Regions from separate parts of the Mus musculus genome. Here regions 2, 3 and 4 are each linked to region 1. The links are chromatin contacts, called in public Hi-C, HiChIP or PLAC-seq and promoter capture Hi-C maps. All regions are on one chromosome and are shown on one strand. Each heading gives the region's core, a stretch centred on a gene start, on an enhancer-like site or on the middle of the called end of the contact. The rest is flanking DNA. Distances are from core to core; before and after follow the strand shown. Region 1 holds the start of Cdkl2 (cyclin-dependent kinase-like 2 (CDC2-related kinase)). Region 2 holds the start of Ccdc158 (coiled-coil domain containing 158). Region 3 has its middle 25 kb from the start of Gm19619. Region 4 has its middle 20 kb from the start of Areg.

The links. Promoter capture Hi-C pulls out the DNA fragments that hold promoters and counts their contacts. A called contact is a pair of places that touch in the nucleus more often than the background predicts. HiChIP or PLAC-seq counts read pairs in DNA pulled down with a chosen protein or histone mark.
Region 2: a contact with region 1 is called in a Hi-C map of pre-B cells, with 4 times the contacts expected there. The contact joins the promoter of Ccdc158 here to the promoter of Cdkl2 in region 1. A contact is called at or near these places in 1 of 484 Hi-C or Micro-C datasets (pre-B cells) and 1 of 9 other capture datasets (adipose tissue).
Region 3: a contact with region 1 is called in a promoter capture Hi-C map of hippocampal neurons, with 2.6 times the contacts expected there. The contact joins the enhancer-like site here to the promoter of Cdkl2 in region 1. A contact is called at or near these places in 4 of 39 promoter capture datasets (the 3T3-L1 cell line, hippocampal neurons and liver) and 2 of 115 datasets of contacts at active chromatin or transcription factors (astrocytes and pro-B cells).
Region 4: a FOXA1 HiChIP or PLAC-seq map of pancreatic cancer cells shows a contact between it and region 1. The contact joins the enhancer-like site here to the promoter of Cdkl2 in region 1. A contact is called at or near these places in 7 of 39 promoter capture datasets (the 3T3-L1 cell line, 3T3-L1-derived adipocytes, hippocampal neurons and 3 more) and 1 of 115 datasets of contacts at active chromatin or transcription factors (pancreatic cancer cells).

What each region holds. Positions count from the first base shown.
Region 1 is chr5:92,038,322-92,044,964 of GRCm38.p6, reverse strand. It overlaps Cdkl2 (cyclin-dependent kinase-like 2 (CDC2-related kinase)), which reads left to right and starts at 1,923. Exons shown (of 14, transcript NM_016912.2): 1 at 1,923-2,166; 2 at 5,529-5,727. The coding sequence starts at 5,560.
Region 2 is chr5:92,673,372-92,680,357 of GRCm38.p6, reverse strand. It overlaps Ccdc158 (coiled-coil domain containing 158), which reads left to right and starts at 5,231. Exons shown (of 25, transcript NM_001360018.1): 1 at 5,231-5,300.
Region 3 is chr5:91,304,901-91,311,809 of GRCm38.p6, reverse strand. No RefSeq gene overlaps it. Among named protein-coding and RNA genes, the nearest start is that of Gm19619, 25 kb to the right of the region's middle. Within about 2 kb of position 3,694, at least 16 of the 459 cell types and tissues checked have an H3K27ac peak or open chromatin away from gene starts, as enhancers often do. A contact at or near this core is called in hippocampal neurons, where this site is marked.
Region 4 is chr5:91,116,857-91,123,267 of GRCm38.p6, reverse strand. No RefSeq gene overlaps it. Among named protein-coding and RNA genes, the nearest start is that of Areg, 20 kb to the left of the region's middle. Within about 2 kb of position 4,452, at least 11 of the 459 cell types and tissues checked have an H3K27ac peak or open chromatin away from gene starts, as enhancers often do. A contact at or near this core is called in pancreatic cancer cells, where this site is marked.

The DNA.
Region 1 (6,643 bases), core at 674-3,173:
GTCATAACTACCTACCTTTAGGAGTTTAAACTTACTATTTTCTTGAGCCTCAATCTGACCAGTATGTTTGTTGTTTTGTTTGGGGCAGGGTCTCAATATATAGCTCTGGCTGGCTTGGAACCTGCAGTATAGTCTAGGCTGGCCTTGAACTCAAGACATATGCTTGCTGGGGACTAAAGTTTTCACTACGTGCCAGGCTGACCAGTATGGTTTAATAGAAAAATGAAATTTACTAAAGATTTAGGCTAGGTAATGTGCATGTTTTCTCTCCTTGAATTCTTCTGGACTAATAAACCCTTACACTTAGTATTTCAGGAATTACTGATGCTGCCTCCTTCCCTACCATTTTTCTCTGCCAGTTATTTTATGGTTCAAGAAGAAAACAGCAATCCTAGTTGTTCTACATAACATCTATCTCCTTCCTCTTCAGTAATCGGATGACAGACAGAATAATCTTCCTCCCCCTTCCCTTCTTCATGGTGCCTCACAGAGGCTAGGTCTTGAGCTTGGTCAGTAGCTGAGAGAGACCTGACTTTGCGGCACTCCTGCTCCCTACCTCCGAGGGCTGAGATTAGAGGGCTGTGCCACAACCATCATGCCTTAGTGTATAAATTGTTGGATGTGGGGCCCAGGGCTTTGTGCAGTCCAAGCAAGCATGCCATCACTGAACTACCCTATTTCCCAAAGGAACTTGTACTTCTTGACTACCCTCTAGTTCCTTTACAGTTATTTCCAACTTTTAAATATTTTCTCAAGCAACACCTGTTCACCATTTTTATAGCCTTTGTCCTTTCAGTTCCCATGTATACCACTAATTTTGCTACTCAACTGTTTATTTTTTGTAAAACTGGAAAAAAGTAAAATATGAGGTTCCCACCCTAATAAACCTGTTTGTACATAAAAGTTCACATGAATGTCTAGAGAGATGGCTCAGTGGCCAAGCACACCTGTCACTCTTCCTGAGGACCCACGGCAATCAGAAACCAACTGTAACTCCAGTTCCAGGGGGTCTTGACGCCCTCTTTTACCTCTGTGGGCACCAAGCACGCTCACAGTGCACAGACATACAAGCAGGCAGAACACTCATAAATATTTTTCTATTTAAACCTCATGGGGTTTGTTACAATCTAGAGTAAAGCGATGGGAATTATCTTCAAGTTGGTCACAGCTCATTGCTACATTATAACTCACATCTTGGGTTATCCAAAAACAACCCCCCCCCAAAAAAACAAAACAAAACAAAACAAAACAAAAAAACCAAAAACCCATACCCTGTTTCCAGAGGTGGTTCTCAAAATTGTAGGTTCGGGAACTCGATTTTAAGCAGTTTGGTGAATGATGGTAACTGAGCACCGGGAGATTAATGCAGTACCGAACTAAGAAAAATTATAAAACAATTGCTCTTACACCTTACTATGCAAGAATAACCCCTGGGTGCTGGCTAGGCATATACGTGTCTGTTATCAAGGATACTTTCCTGGATCGAGCTATTAAAAAAAAAAACATATTTAGTTGAGTACAAATTGTGTGGCTATAGGTGAATACAAGTAAAACTATTTGGCCTTACAATCTCAGTCCCTTAATAAGGAGGGATAAAGCATTTCCCGGCTTCTCGTACGACGTCAGCATATGCTTGGTAATGGTCTTCCGATCTTGCCCTGTCGTGGCTAATCTAGTCTTCAAGCTGAAGGCAAGCTTTAAGCTCCAGCTTGCGCCGCTTGCAGTCAGCACCTACCTTTCTTGCTTTCTGGTCCTCTCTGGGCTCCACCCCAAATCTTTCCCTACCAGGCTGGCGTCCCAGGGTCCTTTTTCCTGTCAGGTCTGTCAACAGATCTCATCCCACCAATTTCGGCTAAATAAACTACTAGGCTCTTCCGGTCCACCGCCCGGAACCGAAAGGAAGCGAGGAATCGCGGCTGGGCGGAACCTCCCCGGGTGGGGCCCGCGCCCCGCAGCGCCCCGCCGCGCCGCGGGCGGGCAAGCTGGGAAATCTCATGGTCTCCTCAGTCCCAGCGAACCGTCACCTTGGCTCTCCTCGTGGCCACTGGGGCAACCTGCGGTCCCCTGAGAGCAGAGGTCTCCTGGCGCCGGCAGAAAGGTCCCTACAAACTTAAGACCGTAGGTGTGGGGACGAGGCCGTCAGCTGAGCGAACCTGCGAGCTCCAGGTGAAGGGGCGGGGCGGGGTGGCACAGAGCCAATCACAACGCCTGACGACAGGCCTCAGCCAATCAGGATCAGGGAGGCTCCGCCGTAGGCGGGGCGGGACCAGGCGGGTGAGAGCCGCCCCTTGCAGCTAGGGTGGCCAACGCCTTCGCCTAGGGCTACTTGGCGAGGTGCTGCTTCCCTGAGCTGAGCGACCCGAGGGCTTTCGGCCGGCGGTGCTCTGTTTTCCTCAGTTCGTTTCTCTGCAGCTGTTGTCCTTGACAGGTGCTTGTGTCTTTGCCTGTCGCAGACGCATTCTGACTCGGGCCCTTTCTCTCTCTCTGGAGACTGCCTATGGCTGGGGACCGAGTGAGGTCGTTGCCTTGACGACGGCAGCATGCGGCCCGTAGTCCTCGGAAGTGTGAGCTTGCGGAGGGCAGAAGCCAATCTGCCTCCCTGCCTGCTTCACCTAGGACCGGTAATTGCGTCCGCAGAGGAAATCCCAATACTGGGATTGCTAGTGTGCTAGCTAGTCAGCATCTTTTTAGATCTGCTAGCGAGATGCATATCACCTTAAATTTGTTTCCAAGTTGAAAACCTTTGGCTCTTTCCATGTGAAGGGTTTGGAAGAAATAGTAAGTATAATACTTTGTAAAAACCCAGTTATTTCGTTCTTTTATGTATAAGAAATTTCAGTTTGATTTTAACCAAAGAACATTGGTAGTATTTGAACAGTATGCTTGTATGGCACATATCCTAAATTATTATAGTGCCATCGCACCAGACTTCTTTTTTGTATGCCACGTGCTACCCATAGATTTAAGAGTGAGAAGGCAAGAAACTGATGGGTTATAAGTTACTGAGGAAACAAGGCATATTTTAGGCCATGATATTCTTAAGGTATTTTAGACAGTCCCACTTGAACAAGTAGGTGTGCTCTATGTAGTGTGTCTACATGGTTGGGAAAATAAATTTGGATTAGTTCACTTGTATAATACTAGGTTATAATATGTTTCAGAACCTTTTAGACATGATTAAGGTCATTTTTATTTGGTTCATTTTGCATCTTTAAATATCTAGGATGCCAATTACAATATGTTTAAAAACGATCTAGGCTATAGATTCCAGCTATTTGTATTATTTTCACTAGCCTAAAGCTTACTCCTTTACAATATATACTTAAGGGAAGGTTAAAAACTATGCCAGTTAGAATCACACTGAAGGTTTTTCCAAATGTAAATTTTTTATTATAAAAGTAATTAAAGGTAAAAAGAAGTTAAAATGTGAACTATATGGGAAGTCAGTGCCTATGACACTGTAAATAGTTTTAAGTAGAATCTAATACCCAAAGTGGTAATAAGATAGTGAAGAGTTTTGAATTTGATTTTAATTAGGATTCTTTTCATTCTCTCCATCTTCTCTTTTCTGTGTTGATCTCCATTTACACTGTGCAAATAATGGCTGCTGGATGGTGTACTTCAGTGGTAGAAAGAACACCTGCTTAGCTTATTGGAGGCCCTGGGTTAACACAGACACAGACACACACACACACACACACACACACACACACACACACTTAGGTGTCAAGTGTTGAAAATGTAATATATACTTTGGATTCTCACACACACACACACACACTTAGGTGACAAGTGTTGAAAATGTAATATATACTTTGGATTATCATAATTTTTTAGAATAAAAAGTCAATGTTTTTTGTTTGTTTGGTTGGTTGGTTTTCCCCCTTTTCTATGAATATACTAGAAGCCACTAAAACATCACCACTTTTTCTTGTCTGGGTAAGTTAGCTCTATATATCATATGCGATTAATATTAAGTGGAAAGAAGTGTTTTCCTTCCAAGAGGTTGTGATAAGGTTTTTTTGTTTTGTTTTTGTTTTTGTTTTTTTGGTATGGTCAGGCTCTTAAAAATTCAACTGTGAGTCGTCATTTGAGTATAATCACCTAATATTTATATTTTAAAATATAAATATACCTAAAGTTTAAGTCTTCCCCAGCCCATGTTGAAACCAAATCAGGATCTAGAGCAATATTTTTTTATTCATGGCTGCTGGAATTTAAATTCAAAAGTCAGATTTAAAAAAATTAATTTATGCTGGGCATGATGGACAAATGTGTGTGTGTATAGTGTATGTGTGTGTATGGGTGTGTGTGTGTATGGTTGTGTGTGTGTATGGGTGTGTGTGTGTGTGTGTGTCTAGGATTCAAACCCAGGGACTTCATACCCGTGCTAAGCATATACTCTACCACTAGTCACATTCCCAGCCCCAAATAATGATTTTTTTCTTTATTAAAATATATAATATAAAAAACTGGTTGCTGGATTTTTGTCAATTATTGATAAAATAAGATTCCATTTATGATAGACTTTATTCAGAAAACACTTTATATCCAGATGTGAAAGAATCCTGTATATCTATAAAATTTAAGTGACTCAAGTTTAAAATAATAATTAGTATGATGAGAAAATTTACCAAAAGTTCAGTATTAATTCAGTGGTTATGCTGTAATAATTTTTTACAATTAAGTTGAAAGTGCATAAAGACTTCCAACTTGGATATTTTGAATCCAGTATAAACTTTTTCTAAGGCTTATTTATTTAGTTAGTTTTGTCTTGTGTTCATGACAGGTTCTCTCTACATAGCTGCAGCTGTCCCGGAACTCACTATGTAGAGCAGGCTGGCCTCAAGCTTACAGAAATATGCCTGCCTCTGCCTCCTGGATGCTAGGATGTGCCATCATGCCCGGCAGATTTGCTTAATTTTTACTTCATTTGTATGAGTGTATCCTGTACATATATCTGTGTGTACCATATACATGCACGTGCCTGATGCATGTGCCCAGAAGTGGATGTTGGGTCCCCTGACAGATGACTGTGGTCCACTATGGGGGTGCTGGGAAGCAAACCCAGGTCCTTTGGAAGAGCAGTACAAATGCTTTTTTGTTTGTTTGGTTTGTTTTTTTGAGATAGGTTTTCTCTGTGTAGCTCTGGCTGTCTTGGAACTAGCTCCATAGACCAGACTGGCCTGGAACTCACAGAGATCTTCCTGCCTCTGCCTCTGCCTCTGCCTCTGCCTCTGTCTCCTCTGCCTCCTCTGCCTCCTCTGCCTCCTCTGTCTCTGCCTCTCTGCCTCCCTAGTGCTGGGATTAAAGGTGTGCACTACCACCACCTAGTGCATTGTCTATTTTTAAATTGTATACACATTTTGAAAGCATGTGGGAATGGTAAGAAATTGTGTCATCATTGATCACTGTGAATGCAGTGATTGCTGTGACAAGGGAAACAGTCTCACAAGAGTGAGTTACCTAGGAGATTGGAGGGAACGGAAGACCTCAGCGCTCTTAATGCCATGCTTTGGTTTCCACAGCAAGAAAAATTCCTACTGGTTTTAAAGCAAAATGGAGAAGTACGAGAACCTAGGATTGGTTGGAGAGGGGAGTTACGGAATGGTGATGAAGTGTAGGAACAAAGACAGTGGAAGAATTGTGGCCATTAAGAAGTTCCTAGAAAGTGACGATGATAAAATGGTTAAGAAGATCGCAATGCGAGAGATCAAGTTACTAAAGGTAAGAGCGTGCATTGAGCGGAAAAGGAAGTTGCTTCTTGTTCAAGACTGTTACATTTGAAGGAAAACATCACCGTGGTGTGTGTGTGTGTGCGTGTGCATGTGTGACTGTGTGTAAGTGTATGTTTATGAGTGTGTGACAGTATATGTGTGTGAATGTGTGTAGTATATGTGTATGTGTGCCCACACATGTGCACACTTGTGCAGATAGGAGTGCACATGTGTATGTACATATGGAGGCCAGAGTAACTTAGTGTTACTCCTCAGGTGCTGGCCACCCAGGAACTTGCCGAGTGGAGTAGACTGGCTTGCCAGTGAGCCCAGTCTTGATGCCCTCCCCTCCCCAGCACATGATCTTAGACCTGGCTTTTTCTGTAGGTTCTGGGGCTTTGAACGCAGACCTCATGCTTTGCTGCTAAGCTGTTTCCCTAGCTCTGTGTTTTTACATTTGTTTCATTATAAGAAAATCCAGGGGCTGGAGAGATGGCGCAGCAGTAAAGAGCACCGGCTGCTCTTCCAGAGGTCCTGAGTTCAATTCCCAGCAACCACATGGTGGCTCACAACCATCTGTAATGGGATCTGGTGCCCTCTTTCTGGTGTATCTGAAGACAGCTACAGTGTACTCATAAAAATAAAACAAATCTTAAAAAAAAAAGACTATATCCACAGAAAACAGAATTATTTGAGTTCATTACATGATGTTCAGAATTTGATTCCATTGTTCTGCTGTCTCTCAATGTTCCCATGAGACGTTAGCTGTCTGTCTTAATGCACTTTTAAAAATGAAGATTTATAGCCAGGTATGGTAGCCTATGCTTTTAATCCCAGCATTCCAGAGGCAGAAGCAGATGGAGTTCTCTTAGTTTGAGGCCAGCCTGGTCTATGACCAGGTAATATCCTGGTTCCAGGATAGCCAG
Region 2 (6,986 bases), core at 3,982-6,481, 630 kb before region 1:
TCCTGATCTTCCTGCCTCCACCTTCCAAATGCTAGGGTTACAGGTGTGTACCACCATGCCCAGTGTGTGTGTGTGTGTATGTGTGTATGTATGTATGTGTGTGTGTGTGTGTGTGTATATATATGTGTGTGTGTGTGTGTGTGTGTGTGTGTGTTTGTGTGTGTGTATATATATATATATATATATATATATGTGTATGTGTGTGTGTGTGTGTGTATGTATATATATATATTTGACAAATTCTGCAAGGTCTTTCTTACAAGTCTCATCGTGTGTCCACAGAGGAGAAATATAGCCACAACACCTTGCTCCCCATCTAGCATTCCCATACTCAACTCTTTCAAATGCCATAGTATCTTTCTAGTTTTACTAATTTTTTTTTTTTTGCAATGGGTATATATGCATCAGGGATACAAGGGCCTTTCATGCTCTCGATGACAACAGCTCTGCCTTCAAGCTACAGCTCCTACTTTTGCTGACATCTCTAATACAATTTTTATTTTATATATTTATTAATGCTTGTTTTGTTGAGACGAGATCTCACTATATAGCTGTAGCTGGCGTGGAGAAAGCTCCGTAGACCAGGCTGGCCACAGACTCACAAAAATCCAGTTGCTTCTGCCTTCCAAACGCTGGAATTCTAATTAATTTTCAAAGCATTGAATTTTGGTTGTTTTTAACTGCTCAAGAAAGTCTCTGAAAATGAAGCCAGGGTGACATCTAGTGGTCCTTCTGGGCCACTAATTTATTCAAGTCATTGCAGACAAGATGTTGAAGTACAGGTTGGAATAAATTATATAGTCTTAGAATGATTCTGAACAATCTAAAACAAAATCCAGCTTATTTTAAAGCTTGCCCATTTCTCTAGGCAATATTTTATACACAAAAAGAGTCACCTCTTCATGGGTCTTCCTAAGACAGCCTTAGGTAGCCGGCAGCTCCTGGCCTGCAAAGGCCAGAAGTGGTTTACACACTGCCCCCGAAAGCAGGTTCTTGGGAAAAGCATGAAGGCACGAAAGTTAGTTTATTCCAATAGTATCTCCATGCTGGAACTTTCCCTGAAGTACAGAACCATAGAACATTATGATGGATACTTCCCCATAACTGGGGTTCAGCAAGAATCAAGGAGAACACAAGGAACAGACAATGTACAGCACCTGCCCCTCAAGCTACAATAAGGCCCGTGTCACAATAATCACAGCACAGATAATCAAAATCTTTCCGAAGGGGTCCACGGTGATTGTAATTGCCATGGCGGTTTTATCAGCGTACATCGGGCACGACTCATGGATGGTATAAGGCAGGTGGCGGCAGTTTATTCAAAGGGAATTTTGTCTCCATGATGTTAGATCTTAAAAGGTCAGCAGAGCCTCATGATGCACACCTGCCACCCCAGTGCTCAGCCACAGAAACAGGAGTATTGTCAATTCAAGGGCAGCTGGGCTACATGTGACATTCCAGGCCAGTCTGGGCTATGTAGGGATACCCTTGACTCAAAAAGCAAGCAAGAAAACTAGCAACATAAACTTACTGTACAAGGACTTCGAGAATTCCAGGAACACATGAGCAAATAACACCATGTGATATATATATATATATATAAACAGAATGAAATTCTCTGGGCATGGTGGTACACACCATGTAACCCTAGCATTTGGAAGGTGGAGGCAGGAAGATCAGGATTCAAGGTCATCCTTGACTATGTAGTGAGTTTGAGGTCAGCCTGGGCCACACAAGACTGTGTCTCAGAACAAAACAAAGCAAAGGGAGTGGAATACATTTGTAGAAATAAACCTTCAAAACATACTAAGTAAGCCGGACACATACAAGCAGACACTGGGGGCCAGAGAGATGGCTCACCAGGTAAGAGTACTTACTGCTTTTCCACACTTTCCAAGCTTAGTTACCAGCACCTATATGGTGGCTCACAACCACCTGTAATCTAGTTTGAGGGGATACAACTCCATTTTCTGGCCCCAAGGGCACCAGGCACGAATGTTGTACATATATGTTCATGCAAGAAAAACTCTCGTACAAATAACATAAACCTTTTTTAAAAAGCTCTATTTGCTTATACATATGAGCAGTGCCTACAGCAGATAAGACCATAGACACAGAAACTAGAACAATGATTGCTGGGGTTGGAGAAACTAGAATATAATAAGCACCAAGTTCCAGCTGGGGAAGAACGAAGTTTCAGAGAGGACTGGTTATAACAAAACAAAAACCAAATACAATAAACAAACAAACAAAAAACCAGCAAAAGAGTGTGTGAGCTAATGCCACTTATAATAAAAATGCCAAAAATGGGCCCCTGGGCCAGTGAGACAGCATAATGGGTAAATGTACTTGTAGCCAAATCTGACCGACTGGCTTTAATATCTGGGACACATATGGTGGAAGGCAGGAGCCAAGGCCTGCAAGGTGCCCTCTGACCACAACATGTGCTCTACACAAATAAACAAACAAATAAATGTAATTTTCAAAAGGTTTAAATAATCATTGTATGTATATTTTAACATACGTTTAAATGATAGTGTTGTTGGAGTTGTGATATATATATGATATACATATATGTATATGTATGGGATATATATGGGATATGTGGCATACATATTTAAAATACTGTTCTAAGCAACTGTGTTACATTAAAATGTATATAAAACAACCATATATATACATATATATACACATACATACCATATGTAGGTGTGTATTTTGCAGCATTTGCATAGCATTTATGATTGGAGTATGATTCCTAGAACAACAGGGGAAAAATGCTCAGTAGCATGGCTGGAGAGATGACTCAGTGGTTTAAGAGCACTGGCTGTTCTTGTAATGAAATGTGATTGGAATCACAACTGCCTGTGACTCCAGTCCCAGGGAATACAACACCTCCTTGGTGCAAAGACATACACACACACACACTATATATATATATATATGACACCCACACACAACACATTTAAAAATTTTAAAACAAAGAAACAAAAAACCAAGATGATATATTATTCATCACTCATCACTTAAGCCTGGTGCCTATCAACGTCTGTGCAATAATGAATGGCTGCTTAAGGAATCCTGGACCCCTTCCTTCCTCTTTAAGCTCTTTGTTCTATAAGGCAAGGAGGTGTTGTTTTTATACAGTTCTTGCCCTGCAAGTATGAAGACTGGAGTTTGGGTCCTCAGCACCCACATATTCAAAAGCTTGGGGAGACAGAGACAGGAGGCTCTCTGGGTCTTGCTGGTGGGTCAGTCTAGCCAACTGTGAGCTCCAGGCTCAGTAAGAGACCCTATCTCAGGAACTAAGGTGGAACCCGCAGTATGGCTCAGCTGGGAAAGGGACTCACCTAGCAAGCTTGACTCCCTGTGTTTGGTCCCAGAACCTATGTAAAAAGGCAGAGGGAAAGCTCTCTCCGAGGAAGATACCCCACACTGACCTCTGAGCTCCACTTGCACCCCTACTATAGTTAATGCTCTCTAGAGGAACAGAGTGAATGCATATTTAGGCTTTACTACTTCACCTTTCACAGTAAGGTCTGTATCCCTCTGAAGAGGCTGAAAACCCAGGACCTAGTTAGTGTATAAGGCTGGGTGCCTTAGCAATCCTAGGCTGGTACAGGAGGTGTGGGGAGCCCCTGGTCTTCAGTCCACATGGGAAGGCTAAAGAAACTGGGTTCTGATGGTAACAAAGGATGGTAGGGACAACCACAAACTCACCTTTGGAAGGTTTCCCTTCCACCCCTCCTAACTGGGCTAGGACCCACATTTAGGCTGAGGCTTCCTAAGTCACATAGCCCGATCAAGAGAAGAAAAAACTTTATTCAGGGTACAAACACACACAAAATGAGACAGCAATAAGAGTCACGTGTTAGGTAATTAAAATGTTTTATGCCAAAAGAACACACTTATGTTTTGATAGAAATGAAAAGGTTTAAAGGAAACTAATTGGAACTTGTTTTCAGTCTAGTCACAGAGGCTAGCCATTTATCGTCCTGCTTAGTGATTATAATTTCCTGTTTATGTACTTGACGCTATAGTCCTAGTTGTTTCCAAGGCAGTAAGCGGTATGACAAAAGTCTTCAATGGTACTTCATAAAAGGTTACAATTTGTAACTGCATTACATAAAAGTGTTTGATATTTATAGTCAATTTATACACTGTATATGTGTTGTACTACTTAACCTTGATAGTTAACAGAATCCAACATCACAAAGCAAAAGTTGATCTATACACTTCTGTAAGAGCATAGTCTAAGAGGCAGAAGGATTCCAAGTTTGTGGCCACCCTAGGCTACGTAGGGAGTCTCTGTCTTCAAAACAATAACAAACGCTACAGGTTGTATCTCTCATCTTCCGCCTCTTTGGAACTCTTTCTTTGGGATGCTAATTTGAACAGCACGCTGGAGTCTGAGTGTATAGTCGTTATAACGACAGAGTAACCGAAGCACAGAAGAGGAAACAGCTCTCCGAAGGCAGAAAGGTCAGTTATCCGAAGAACTCTGAACCTGAAAAAACAGTCCGGACGGAAGTGCAACTTAAAAGCACAGGCTAAGCACAGGCGAGCTGCAAAATGCAAGTTATTCTGTTAGCTTGAACAGGCAGGGGTGGGGTGGGTTAGGGGGAGTAGACTGCACATGTGAATAAGGATGTCAGCCTGCCCCTCTCTCTGAGCGCTGGTAACAGAGAGGATCTGTGCCATTTGGTAGCTGGGAGGATCTTTGTGGGGTCTTTGTGAGGACGACAGGAGAGTGAGGCTAGATAAGGAGCCGGGTTGCAGGGCAGTAGTAAGCGAAGAAATGTGGCTTGTTGGGCCTCCCTGGTTGCCTTGGCGACGGGGTAGGGGAGCGGGGAGCACGTAGCAGTCCGGGGGCGTGGTCTTACAGGCTGCCTGCCCCGCCCCCTCACGGGCAGCGCTCTCTCAGGCCCCGCCCCTCTTCTTCTGCCTCAGCCTCCCCTCTCCCCTCTCCCCTCTCCGGTCCAGCCCTCCTCCTCACGCCCCGCCTTTTCTCGTACCTCAGCCTTCCGGCTTCTCTCACGCCCCGCCCTCCTTACGCCCCGCCCTTCCCTCACACCCCGCCCCCTTTCTCCCTAAGTTCCTCGCCGCCAACCGTCAGACCGGGCTTGCGCTCCGCAGAAGCAGGGAGCTCGAGGCCTCGAGGTGGCCGGTCGGGTGCCGTGGTAAGGTAGCTGCGCGGGGTCGCGGTCTCGGGTGCAGTGAGAGCCGACAGGGTCTCGCAGGTGCGGCCGCGGCCCCCGCGGACATGCGGCCGGTCTCTTAGGGCTAGGTGTTGTTAGCAGGTATGCGGACGGAGTGCGCCTCGGGGTACAGGGAAGGGTCGTTCTCCTTGAGGACCTGGATCGACTCCTGTTCCTTCTGGAACTTTCCATGGCCTTATGGTCACACGTGGAAGCAGCCCAATCACTTTGTACAGCTGTTTTCCACTTTGTACACTGTCCCTGTTCTCCAGGGGCAGTGGCGGGAAACCTGGGTCTTCGTGACTGCAGAGTCACTTGCAGAATTCTTTGAGTCCAACAGGACTGCTCCCTGCTCACTTTTGTTCCGGCCTGGCTCCTGGGAATCTCTGGAAGAGATGGGAAACTGTGGGGACAGACAGTGGAGTCTCGGGCTGTCACCAGTATTTCGTCCCACATGAGACTGTGTGACTGTAGCCTCTTGATAATCCACTTCAGGTCCTAGACTTTCCACCTCAGCAACAGCCTCCTTTCCCACAACACTTGCAGAAGTCCCCAATTGAGCGGTCCTAGGCATTGCTCCTGTTAAATGTCAGGTTGGCTTTAAGGTCACGGGAATGCAGAAAACAAGTAAGTGGTGTGGGCTGTTCCTCGGTGTGTTTTGGCTGATAACTACATAAGAAAAAAAGGTCCAGAGTGTTGAATCTTCCCAGAGGGTGAGTTAGACAGGGCTGCTAATGTGTGTATACCTATGGTCTATGGGAGTGGGAAAGTTGAGGCAGAGATCTGAAATGCCAACCTCTGTGCCACGTTTTTCATTTTTTTAAAGATGTATTTTTATTTTATGTTAATTTAGTATTTTGCCTGCCTGTGTGTAAGGGCACCATGTGGGTGCCTGATGCCTGTGGTGGCTAGAAGGGGTTGTGGGATTCCCTGGAACTGGACTTACAGAAGGTTTTGAGCAGCCATGCAGGTGCTGGGACCTGGACACTGGCAGCAAGTGCTCTAAGGCCTAGCCATCATTCCAGTCCCATATTTTAAATTTTAATACAGTTATCTATTCATTTTAGTTGAGTGTGAACTACATTTAGAGGCTGTTTACCCTCTAAATGTAGTTGTTAAAGATTTATTTGATGTATCTACAAGGCCTTTGCTTGCTGTTTTAGTTTCGGGGGTGACTCTGTTCTTCTGTATTAGAGTGATCCACTTTAAAACTCTAGAATCTAAAGCTGGTGTGGTGGTGCACACCTTGAATTCTAGCACTCAGGAGGCAGAGGCAGGCAGATCTCTGTGAGGTCTCCATAGAGAGCTCCAGGCCAGCCAGGGCTATGTAGAGAGACCCTGACTTAAAATACAAAAACAAACAAACCTATAGCATCCATTTAAAAGGGCCTTTTTCGAAACCACCTATCCCCAGAGGGCATGGGGTTAACTGTATGGCCTTACAAGCCAAATACTGGCCACCTAAAAAGTTAGCTCTTAATCTCTGGAGCCTGGAAGTGTCTTTGAGAAAGGTTTTGCATATGTGACTTAAATCAAGAATTTGTTTTTAAATTTTGGATTTATTTTTGTGTATGAGTGTTTTGCCTGCATGTATGTATGTATGTATGCCATGTTAGTGTTTGTTGCTCACAGAGGTCAGAAAAGGGCATCAGATTTCCTGGAACTGTAGTTACTGATGGTGGTATATATACTATCATGTGGGTGCTGGGAACCAAACCCAGATCCTCTGCAAGAGCAATGCGTGCTCTTAACTATGGAATCATCTCTAGCCTCAATGCCAACATCTTG
Region 3 (6,909 bases), core at 2,445-4,944, 730 kb after region 1:
AGTGACAAACGCTTTTCTTGCTTTTGTTTGTAAGGCAGGGATGTCAACAGAGTTTGCCAAGAAAGCTAGAGGCACATGTTAACAAATAGAGAGGGAGTAGGGAGAGAGGGTGTTTGTGAAAATCCTCAGCCATGGTTGAGACTTTGCTGGAGAGCCTTCCTTAGAGAGGAAGCCAGAGATGCACCTATGGTTTGGTGGATGTTTCTCTATTTTTCCTGCTTTGTGCATAGCCTAAACTTAAGACAGTTCAGATCCCTGGTTCCTAACCTTAATGCTGGGACCCTTTATTAAAGTTCTTCATGTTGTGGTGACACCAACCATAAAATTATTCCATTGCTACTTTATAACTCTAATGTTGCTACTGTTATGGATCATAATGTAAATATCCTTGTTTTCTGATGGTCTCAGATGACCCCTGTGAAAGGGTTGCTTAGGGTTCCAGCCTACAGGTTGAGAACAATTGATTTAGATACAATCAACATATCAAGGGTGAAAGATAAGAAGACAGCACACTGTGCAGAAATGGGGGGTCCAAGGATAGTCTTAGAGATGGATTAAGTTGATGCTTTGTTTGTTTCTTTGCCCCCTTGATCCTAGACTGAGACTGGGAGAAGCTGGCAGCCCAGGAGTATGGGTGATACAGCCCAAACCATAAAACCAAGCAGCAGGCTCCAGCTGCAGCCTGTGCTCTCCCCAAAGGGGCAGGAGGTGGGCAGCTGAACAACACAGTACTTTCAGACAACAGCCACACTCCCCCTCAGACAAGCAGGGCAGGGTAGAGTCCCACTGACAACCAAGGTAGTGTGTGAAGCTACACTTATGACTCCCCAAGATCATAACTCTCTAATAAAACACACAGGCATTATATACATAACACTATAAAATGCTGACCCAGAAAGTGGAGAAGATCCAGGTAAATGAAGAAACTGCAGCCTCATGGATTGTAAGGCTCTAGAGAACACCGATGGCAATTTTCTCAAAACTAATGTCAAGGCTTTTAAATTTCTTTTTAATGTGAAAAAGTAAAATATAATAAGATAAGGCAAAGATCTTCATGTGGAAGTTGAGTAAGTCAGCCCAAGTGAAGGAGAAGAATTTGAGTAGTAGACACAAGTATGAGAGGCCCACTCATCCTCACACACGGGAGTCCCATACAAACACCAAGCTAACAGTTATAATGTATATGCAGAAGACGTGGTGCAGATGCATGCTGGCCCTGGGCCTTCTGCTTCCATTGCTGTGAGCTCATATACACTTCGCTTAGTTGATTCAGCGGGCCTTGTTCTCCTGGTGTCTGTCCCCTCTGGCTCTTACAGTCTTTCCACCTCCTCTTCTGCAGAATTGAAGGGAGGGATTTATGGCGACATCCCATCTAGACCCTCCTCTTGATGTCTGCCTATAGGTCCCTGCATCTGTTTCCACCTGCTGCCGGAGGAAGCCTCTTGGATGATGAGTGAATATGGCAGTTTTCTCAAAATTGATGTCAAGATTTAATATAATTCTTGCCACAACTCAGAAAGATCCTTTTTGGTACACATTGATGAGAGCATTCTAGAATTTATATAGGGAGGCAAGAAAAAAAAATAATCCCCCACTGGAATATTTAAAATTATCTCAAAGAAGGAAATTCAAGGGAAAGTCATTGTGCTGACTTCACACAGTATTGTGTAGGTTCAGTTGACCATCCACACAGCACTAACAAGGGGAAGAACACAAAGATGAACAGAGCAAGCTGCAAACCTTGGAAAACCACATGCAAATATATCTGATTTTCTCATTTTATTGTAGTAAAATACATATGATACAAAATTTGTTATTTTCACTATATTTACATTTGGTCAATGATGTTAAATGCTGCTAGCTTCTTATCTCTCTATGATCCAGCACTCTACTCCACTAGCTCTTTCCATCCAGCAAAAATAGTACTCTGAGTCCATTACACAGTGATTCCCCTCGCTCCCTACCCAAGATCCTGGCCACCACCACTCTGCTCTCTGTGAAGCTGACTGCTCTGTTCACATGAGTGGAATTCTAAGTACCAATTGGCGATTTCCTTGCTTCACATAACACAGAGCCCCCCAGATCTGTCCAGGTTGTCAAATTCTCTTCTAAAGATTTAGTAATGTTCTACCATATCCATATCTCACATTCAGTTCATCTGTTCCTGTGTTGGTGGACGGTAGGGTAGCTTCTGCCTTCTGGTGACATTCTGAGAATGTATGGGAGAACACACATCAGTCCGTGCCTCCCTATATAAATAAATACTCACAGAATTGAGATTTGTCTTTTCATGCCAATTCTATTTCTATGGCTTTGAGACATTCACTGTGCCTGCATCATTTTGGATTGCTGCTAACAAAGTGCAGGGTTAAGATGCCCTCTCCTCATTTGTTTAGTGCAAATATGTATCCTTTATATCTATTGTCTTTGCAACGGTAACATCACTTTTTGTTACTTTGTTACTTCCCCACCTCTATTCAATATTTATTGTTCTCCCATTGTAATGGCTACAGCATTGTCTAAAACCTTTACAACTGGAAAGATCAAGGCTGGTGCTATGGTGATGTCCTTTCTTCCAACCTAAGTCACTGCATCAGAAGTGATGCTGCTGATTTGTCCCCATGGGCAGAAGTTATAGCACCTTGAGTAGTTTTTTCCGGGTCACAGGTCTAGACTTCTTTGTAAGTGCAGCCGTTACAGCATCAGCATCCAACATCACTGCTCTCCTGATTTCTACTGAGATAGCACTATGGCTGATCTTTTCCATGCCTTCTTTGGCTGAGGGGGTGGTAGTACCATCTCTACCCTTTCCTTATCAGCACCAGGGGCAAGGAAGAAAGCATAGGCATACTAGTGGAGAGGTAATACAACGTCAATAGCTGCTCTGGAAGCTAAATATGCACCTGCTGTGACAAACAGCAATTGCTTTCATGGACATGTCCTCTTAAAAACATATGTCCCTCTAACACCCTACGCACCAGTGTTTCCAACAGCTTTGAGACAATCCAGATGTCCGTCACCAAGAACGTGGTAAAATAAATGCCAGTACACCCACATCGTGGGACACCACTCAGTGATGAGAAGCAATGAACTGTTACACACAACAGCTTGGACGAAAGCCAATCTCAGAAGATTGCACACAGTTCCATTTTACGATAACATTCTTGAAATAACAAAATTAGAGACAAGTAGAGAAGATAAATGATTGCCAGGTGAGAAAAAATTAGGCAGAAGCAGGAGGCTATGAGGTGCATGCAGAGGGGAAAGGTGGAGGCTATGATGAGGTCTCAATGGTATGAGCTTCCTGCATCTTCATCCTTCATCATTGTCTTGGGTTTAATGTGGTACTGAAGCTTTGCAAAATGTTTTCTTTTGCAGCTATGGGAAAAGAGCACACAGAATCTCTGTGTCATTTTCTATGGGTGCAGCTTAGCTTATAATTATCTAAAAGCAAGGGTTTCATTAAAAACAGGTGAGATAATTAGTTTTGAGAAAGAATTACTTATTGTGTTAATCTGCCAGCAGCAAGAAATAGTAAAAATCTAGAATTTTTGCTATTGACATGGGATTTTCAGATTAGTTTCAGGCAAAGTGTTGGCTGAAATTCCTTGGATCACAGGGTAGCTAAGAGTTAATGCCATTCAAAACCACAATGAATCAGCAATCTGAAGAGTGAATTGTGGAAGTTCATGGGATCCTGTTCTGCAGCACTTAGAAATCACCACAAGAGGGTGCAATGATCCCAGCTAATTACAGGGACAGTGGCATCAGGTGAACCAACCGGGAGGTAAATTGTCTAATGTGGAAATATTCTTTAACCCAGATGCTTTCTCTAGGATGCACCTGTGGTTAGTTGTTGCTTTGCTTTTGTTTTTTGTTTTTTTCTTAAAGGCTGTAAATCAGTTGATAGAAACTGATAGCAGCTGACTGCATCAAGGAAAGAGAAACAGATCATGAATGACAAACGGGAGGATGGGACTATCCAGCCTCTAGAGATTCTGAGAGGAGACCTCTTCCTCATCGTGGAGATGCTCCACTTCTGCTAAATTACAGGTATGCTCAAAGCACCTATACAAATTGGTACCAAATTTGCAATTGAATGCCAGGATGACCTCCCATTTGGAGGCATAGATTGGGAGCAAAATGGTGGTGCATTAAGATCCATTCCGTTTCACTGTTAAAGTCATAGATGGGAGCAGGGTGCAGGTGAGGTGTGAATGTGTTATTGCCCAGCAGAATTCTTTGAAGGGCTAATCTAATGGACTTTCTCTGAGGTCTCATCTTCCTTCCCTTAGAGGTTGGGGGAGACAATAGTGTCTATCATTCCGACCTTGCTCTAGAAACGGAGGTCAGGCCCACTGAGAGATCTATGAGATGGGGTCCTCGGCTGAGTGAATCAGATGCTGTGTAGCCCATGCCTGGAGAGTGGAAAGAGGCTGACTATAGGCAGAAACAGGCTCCCTTCTACCAGTCAGTCACTCAGAAGAATGGGAGATTCTGCAAGCCAAAGAGGCAGAGACAAGAGCTGAGTCCACTTGCAGGAGCCTTTGCCTACACCAGGGGGAAGACTTGGGGCTTTGGAAGAATCAGATTCCCAAAACAGTGAGCAAGCTTCTAACCAGACCTAGAGTCTGGAGCCTCTAGACAGGTGGGAACCTTCTTCCTCCTCTCAGCTTCTCTCGTGTCCCTGCTGGCTCTCCTGGGATAAGCCAAAGCATAGATGTTAGAACCAGCTCGCAACAGGGAAATGAGAAGAATTTTGTGTTCAGAATTTTGCATAAATTATGTGTTCAGAATTTTGCATAAATTAGACATGGTCACATGTGCCTGCATCTGCTACTGGAGAGGATGAGGCAGGAAGATTGCTGGCTTAAGTTACACAGTGAGTCTGAGACCAGCAGATGCTATCTTTCCCGAGTAAGCTCCTTTCTCAGGAAACAGCTGCCACAGCAAAATCTGAGGTGATCAACTGGAGCAAGAGACAGAGGACAGCTCTACCTAGTCCTGTTTTAACTGTTTTCTCTTAACGCACCCATGGCCTGGGAATCAAATCTTTAACTCATGGGACTTTGGGGGGACACTCAGACTCCAAATGAGAAAACCAACTTGTCTAGCAAACGCCAACACATTCCTCTCCAGCCCCTTGTTCTTCATATACTGTCTTATCTTTCTTCCTGGCCGTTATTAGGCATTGGGTCATCTGTCCCATGAGAACAGGACCCATGATTGGTTTATTCCCTGTACTCCTGGGGCGTTCCTAACATGTAAGAAATCCTCCACCACTTCTCTTAGACTTATTAATTAATTACTCATACTTTAGCCTTTGCAGAAATAAATAAATGCTTTTATATGTTACATACTTAAATAATATTAGTCGCTGGACTTGAAGTTGTGGATTAGGGATTTATCTTTCTACTGTGTCATATACAACCTTTAGGAAATGCATCTAATTCTTGTTCTTTTTAAACAATTTAAAGATAACGTTCAAGGCAAGCCCATGCTCTGAACTTCTCTGTACCCACCAGGACTTGCTTTCTCATCATTTTTCCTCTATCCCAAGTGCTGATGTATATCTGTAAGACAGTGGTGACTCAGGACTAAGCTAATATGCCTAAAAGGAAGGCAGAAGGGTGAATAATTGAACTACATTGGAAAAAAGACTAAATTGACTTTTAGAAATGCTTTTCTATGTGTATGGAGTTAGAGTGTTTGTGCATGTGGGAACACAAGAGCCCACACCTGCACACGTGTGGAGGACAGGGTAAGGTATGGGATTCTCTCTATTTCTCTCTGCAAAGCTTCATCTCTCTTCCTGCCTTCCTCTCCCTAGGTGCTGGGATTATAGCAGAACATAGCCATGCCTGGGTTTTGACGTGGCTGGCTACTGGGGATGGGAACATAGGTCCTCATGCACGTGCAGCAAGCACTCTCACCCCTGAACCATCTTCCAATCCCTGTCAATGTTTGCATTAGTATCTATTAATGATGCGTTAAAATGAGTTTCATTATGATGTATTTATACATGTATGTAATTTATTTTGATCAAGTCTGTCCCAGCTTCTCTCTCTTATTCCTGACTGTGTCTGTCGCTCCTCCTTCTTCCCAAGCAGGTGCCCCCCATCTTTCCTGTCTTCTTTGCATGCTTTATTAGGATGGTTTATCAGAGCATGGGTGATGCTTGATTTTCAGGAACCTAGACAACTTCCTGTGACTACACCACTGAAGAAAATATTCTTTTCTCTGTATCAACCATTGACCATGATGAATCCTCAGGAGCAGGTGAGGCCCTGTCAGCCCTTACCTCTTCCAAGACAAACTGCTAACAGGCTCCATCTTGGGCCGATCTTACACAGGCAATTGCAGTTGAGATGGGCCTGGAGAGATGATCCAGCAGTTTCCAGCAGTAAAAAACAGCCACTAGCGTACAGAAAATCCAACTTCGGTTCTTTGCACCCATGTTGGCTGAGTTGCATCCACCTATAACTCCAGCTCCAGTGTCCAAAGCACTCTTCTGGCCTTTGTAAGAACCTGCATTCACATACTCACACCCATATACCCTGATACACATAATTAAAAATAATATAAATCTTCTAAAAAGTAGGGCAAAAGTCACGTCCTGAGCAGAAGTCAGAATTCCATAAACCCCTCTGCTCTTTCATTCGTTCAGCTCATTCTGTAATATTCTCTGAGCCTTGTTGGGGGTTGTACAGTTGCTCCTTTTTTGTCTAGACATCCAATAATCATTTATTCCCAGTACTTTGGCCACTTACGGATCTTTGCAATCATCACTGAGCACGACAAAGAGAAGTTTCTCTGACAAAAGCTGACAGCAGTACTCACCTGTGAGCCTGCACAGTTATTTAGAGGGCAGATTAACAGACATGTCATGTCCGTCTAGCAAAAGGTAAG
Region 4 (6,411 bases), core at 3,203-5,702, 920 kb after region 1:
AATGTTGTTTGCTAGCCAGTTCACTGTACTAAATAACTTTCCTCACAAAACTTGGGGAAAATGTTGATTTATCAGGGACCTTGGGCTACAGTGCAGCTTTAGTGGCTTTGGTGAGTCTGATATTAGGTCTTTAGTAAAGTCAGGGACGCTTTAGGAGAGGGTCACATATTCCCTACATAGAGAGTTTCCTACAGAGATGGACTTAGATCAGCATGTGAACTGGCTCTACTTAGTGCAAAAAAAAAAAAAATAAGTAAGAACAGACTAGAGGGGCAGGCAGTCCCCCACTGAACCACCCCAACACCCCACTGTGGAAGACTGAGGTTTCCAGGAGTGGGACCCTCCCCAGGTTCTCCTTTAGCAGAGTTGGCTAGGGCATCTCTCAAAGGGAGGTTCAATCCAGGTGACTGAAAGCCCTGCCCTATATTAAATTATAGATTTATTTTTTTAAATTGATGTTACAAGGTATTTGGGCGTGGGTAGGTGCTGTAGCATCATGTGTGTCTTGGTTTCTATGAATCCTATGGGTGTCAGGTTGAACAAAAACCAACTGATGGACATAAATATAAAACAATATAGTTTAAAAGGATTAAGCTTTTCCTAGGGGTAGGCTATTCCTTCCTCGGGGTAGAGGGTATCTATTTCTCCACAGCAAGGGGACTTTTAGGGGTGGGAGTATACCACTGGGATGCCACTGGGGACTTTCTCTGGAGGATGGGAGCTATGAAAGCAATCCTGTGTGGTTGGAAAAAATTGAAATCAACTCCTATTAGAGTGGAGAATATCAAATCGGGTAGACTGCTTGGGGGATATGACAAAATTATGAAAACATCATGGAGTCAAAACAGAAATTATTCCTCCAGCCCATAGACCTTTCAACAGCCTGCTATGACCTGTGAAAACTGGATCACTCCTGGGAGGGTTGGGTGTGCGGTAACCATCCACCACAGAGACTAAGTACTACAATATTAGATGATTCTGATACTTCTTTCCTCTATCCCTTTAACTATTCAACTCCATCTGACAGCTGCTCAGAATAGATGACAATGGACTTTAAGAGCACTTCACCAAAGTTATCTTCACAACCCCTATTCAGCATGAGATGGTGATCCAGGGCTTTGTGTTGTTGTCCTGCTCATCCTCTGCAAAAAGAAAATTGCTAAGTGATATATATAACCAATATACCTTTAAGAGACATGATTAGCCCACAAACTACACAGGAGTCAAATGTAACTGTAAAATTCTTGGGAATTTTTAAGTTAAGTAAGACACAGATGATAACTATCAAGATGACTGAAAAAAATTCACAGTATCTTTGGTGTGTAAATGTTTAAAAAATTATAATTAAAACTAAACACTTCCTAAAGCAACAAGATTGGTAATTACAAACCCCAGGGAATGGGCTGGCCATCTCTTCCATTGTTAGCCATGGAAGAACCTAAATGCTCCCAACCCAATAAAGGCTATTGCTATTGGCTGCATTGCAGAAGCGAGTGTTAAATCTTATTGCTTAAGGTATCCTATACTTTGGTTGCAGGACTTAGAGAAGTAAGGTAATGACTGAACAGAAAATACCTCGGTCTTGCAGGATAGCAGCTATACAAGTAGGGCTTACTAAGGTTTCTGGAGAGAACCATAACCCTAAATTCCACTCAGGCATAGGTTCTGCATTCTATTTTCTTCATAGTGGACGTGTCAAACAAGAATGTGCCAATAGACAGTAGACAGAATTAGCTTTCTGACTGGATTTAAGAACCACTACACAGTATCTGGTACCAGGAACTTATACAAAAACCTGTGGCCAGAAAAACTATAGGATCTAGTGGGAAAGTCAGCCAGTTTGGCTTTAAATAAATATTGTGCACTGTCTAAGCAGCATCCTTATATCCGTGCTTCTCACTGTGGGTTATTGCTACTGTCAGTGTCTCAGTCGAGACTTTTCTGTTTCTCATTTTCTTTCTTTTTTTTTTTTATATTTTTTTTATTTTTTATTTTTCCATTTTTTATTAGGTATTTAGCTCATTTACATTTCCAATGCTATACCAAAAGTCCCCCATACCCACCCACCCCCACTCCCCTGCCCACCCACTCCCCCTTTTTGGCCCTGGTGTTCCCCTGTACTGGGGCATATAAAGTTTGCGTGTCCAATGGGCCTCTCTTTCCAGTGATGGCCGACTAGGCCATCTTTTGATACATATGCAGCTAGAGTCAAGAGCTCCGGGGTACTGGTTAGTTCATAATGTTGTTCCACCTATAGGGTTGCAGATCCCTTTAGCTCCTTGGCTACTTTCTCTAGCTCCTCCATTGGGAGCCCTATGATCCATCCATTAGCTGACTGTGAGCATCCACTTCTGTGTTTGCTAGGCCCCGGCATAGTCTCACAAGAGACAGCTACATCTGGGTCCTTTCAATAAAATCTTGCTAGTGTATGCAATGGTGTCAGCGTTTGGATGCTGATTATGGGGTGGATCCCTGGATATGGCAGTCTCTACATGATCCATCCTTTCATCTCAGCTCCAAACTTTGGCTCTGTAACTCCTTCCATGGGTGTTTTGTTCCCAAATCTAAGGAGGGGCATAGTGTCCACACTTCAGTCTTCATTCTTCTTGAGTTTCATGTGTTTAGCAAATTATATCTTATATCTTGGGTATCCTTGTTTCTCATTTTCTGTCTTCTCTTTCTCTGTAACAGAGAAAAATTCCACCATGATGCACCACCAGCTATGTTCTGGAAATGGACATAAAAATATGTGAATGTTTGGTTTTCCAGTAAAGTTAAAAAAAAAAATAGCCAGATTTCTTTGTCTCCCCTTTCAAAGCACAGAAACATTGCTTAAGAGGCCAGAATCTAAGACCTGAAGGAAGGGGTGGAATAGTATGTAGCAATTTTCTCTAAGATAAAACTTTTGATGATACAGAGAATCTCTTTAGACCCACTGTGTTACAAAGGGAGATGAAACATCCCATTCTCTTGGGAAGCTCCTTAAGACTCAGGATGTTCTAATGAAAGGCCCCTTCAATCAATAAAGAAACAACTCCAAAGCTTCAGGAAGTCCCCGAAACTGACCAGACACATTTGCGCTTAAATAAGCAGTAAGGACTGCCAAGAGCTCTTTTTGGAGCAGCCAAACTGCCTAGAAGAGGTTGGTAGATCAGCGAAACTTCTTAGAAAAGGCTCAGCTCAACTGAGCTGCTGGAAAAGACACTGTCTAACCTATTAAAGTTCCTGCAAGTTATCTATGAGCTCCAGGATTCCAGATTTTGTGAGTTGTTACCCATGCTGGGGTGGGCTTTGGTGATGCAGCTGTATTTGAGTCATTCTGATCCTGTAAGTAACCCCTCATCCATACTCCAATAAACTCATTAGTTCACTCAATAGGACTTTAGTGGTATCTGTGCTTGGATCTGTCATGAATTTCCTATCTGGGTTGGATAGACCTGTTCATGTCTCCCAGAAATAATGTCACACAACAGTCATTTAATGTGGATCTGCTTTTGAGAAGTAAAAAGTTAATGTAGGAGTTAGGGTGTATCTGGCTTTTCTGAAAGGATTGATATGTGGCCAGCCTTCAACTGCAATTTGTTTTTAATAGCATATTCTTGCTACCTTCTCAAATATTCAAAGTTCATCTTGGGGGAAAATTCAAAGTGTATATAAAGAGAGAACAGTAATAGATATAGGAAATAAAAAAAAAAAAGTTCAGCCGGGTGTGGTGGTGCACACCTTTAATCCCAGCACTCAGGAGGCAGAGGCAGGCAGATTTCTGAGTTCAAGGCCAGCCTGGTCTACAGAGTGAGTTCCAGGACATCCAGGGATATACAGAGAAACCCTGTCTTGAAAAAAACAAAACAAAACAAAACAAAACAAAAAAAGTTCATGGGTATGAACTTCCTTAAACTACTTTGATCATTTGTAGTTCATACAGCCTACAGCACAGGTGGAGCCAGACAGCATTGTGAGTTCAGGTCTGGGCAGGATCAGAGAGCCAAAAAAACAGAGAGGAACCTTAAAGGGTCAACGGGTGGTGAACATGATTAAACCATATCATATGCATGTTTGAATGTTGTAACAAAAGCCATAATCTTGTACAATTAACGCATTGTCAAAGTCAAAAGGCAATAACAGGCACTGTGAGTTCAGTCGGGAGTTTCCGTCCAAACCATTGTAACCTGGTAGAACATCACTCGAGGTAGATTCCCATCAGATGTAACAGTTCTTTCCCTTGAACAATTGTCATTTCCACCTCAAGCATTGCCTTTATTGTTTTCTCCTACATGTTTCTTAATTCATTTTGCATCACAGAGCTTTACCTGACTTCCAGAGGAGGAACTATGTGGGATTCAAAGAAAGAGACAGCCTTGGATTTCTTCAGAAATGCCTTGTATTGTGTCTGAGTCATGGCTATGCTGTGGACTGTTTACTCTCTCTGTTGTCAGCACTATGGCACTAGCACCAAAGACTGGGGAGTGAGCTGCCTGCTATTCTTAGTCTATTACAACCAGCTCTTGATGACTTGGGGACTCATTGTGTATTATGTGTGTGTGTGTGTGTGTGTGTGTGTGTGTGTGTGTGTGTGTGTTTAAACCACAATGTATCCTAGCAAATGGTCTCATGCTGGAACATTAAGCCCTTTAAAACCAGAACTTTTATCACGCTATCAAAGCACGAGTGCAGGAAATGAGAAACAACATCATTGAGACTGTAGGTGGGCTGTTTGCTGAGGTTACAAGATTTGCACAGTCTTTGTGGATAGAATTCCGTAACTTCTATGGCATCTTTGAAATGTTGAAGATTTGGAGGATATTAAGTGAGAAAGTTTAAATGCTTACTTCATTTCTGTGTATAAACTGTTTGGCAGTTTCTATTAAAGTTAAGAACATCTCTATTTAAGAACAAATATTCTGCTATTGTGTATTTACCGAAGACCATATACAGTCTATGTGTCATCATCTTTGCCACAATGACTCTGAACTGAAAGACCCTCAAATATACATTAAACATCCAAACAGGAAAGCAAATTGTGATAGAGTTCTATAACTGACTAGTATTCAGAAAGAAGAATGGTATACCCCGTGACAGGTAGACTCTCACATGAAGTGAAACGGCCAGGAAAACTATAAACACAACATTTTCCAAATATATGAAGCTGAAGAACAGGCCAAGTGAAAGGACAGAAGCGGAGGAAGCTGAATAAAGTGGGGAACTGACTGGAAAGAAGCCTGAAGAACTTTCAGGGATGACAAAAGCTATTTTATAATTTTTTTAAGAGTAGTGGTACAATGGGTGTGTCATCTATGTCAAAACTTTTGACACTGAGAATGGAGTCCAGTAGTAAGGCTCTAGATGGGAATACATTTGAAATGGACTCAGATTCTCAGTAGGATGAATAGAGAGGTCTCTAAATGTTAGAACTACATACACTCCTATTCACCATATCACAGAGGGATAGAAAGAAGCAATGTTCAGAGAAGGGCCAGCCCTAGTCATAGGCTGATGTCCGTCTACCCCTAGGGTGTCTGATAACACATTATTTTGTTGTTGTCGTTGTTTTGTTTTTTCGAGACAGGGTTTCTCTGTATAGCCCTGGCTGTCCTGGAACTCACTTTGTAGACCAGGCTGGACTCGAACTCAGAAATCCTCCTGCCTCTGCCTCTGCCTCCAAGTGCTGGGATTAAAGGTGTGTGCCACCATGCCTGGCTACATTATTATTTTCTTAAATGGTTGTGTATTTTCATACACTTAACTACTTATTTGGGGGTGGTAGTATGGGACAGAGGGCAACTTGCAGGAGTCAGTTTTCTCCTTCTAATATGTGAGCTCTGGGAATCAACTGAGGCTGCCAGCCTTGGTGGCAATTGCCTTTACCCACAGTGTCTTCTCGTGGGCCCTACTGACACTGGAAATTCCCTCAATCCCAAGAGACATGGAGCTAGTTCGGGAAGCTGGAGAAAGAGCGGGGCTGTTGAGAGAGCACAATGAGGCACACTGGGTTAAAGGACAGATCCAGGCCCAGGAAGAACAGTAGGCTGTCTTGCCTAGCTCATTGTCTTTCTGTAAGCTCAGCTTAGGAATGAGCAGGTTTATACTATCTACTCATTTAATGACCTCTGCCTTCGCTTCTCATCCCAGCTCCACACTTGATACCCATTCTCCGTGTCCTCACTGGGTAAGTGATGGCAAGGAGTGTTTAACAGAGTTAGTTTTTGGAGCAGTGATTACACTATATCCATGATGGATACCACTGAGGGTAAGTTCCTTTTATACACTGTATTCTGAACTGGGATGTCTATCAATTCAACCACATATAACCACTGTTTTTCTTATCTTAAAGAACAACAGTGGTCCTTGGATCAGATAGCATGATTAAGAGATTTTCATGTAAACATAAGGAGTTTAAGCATTCAGAAAAAG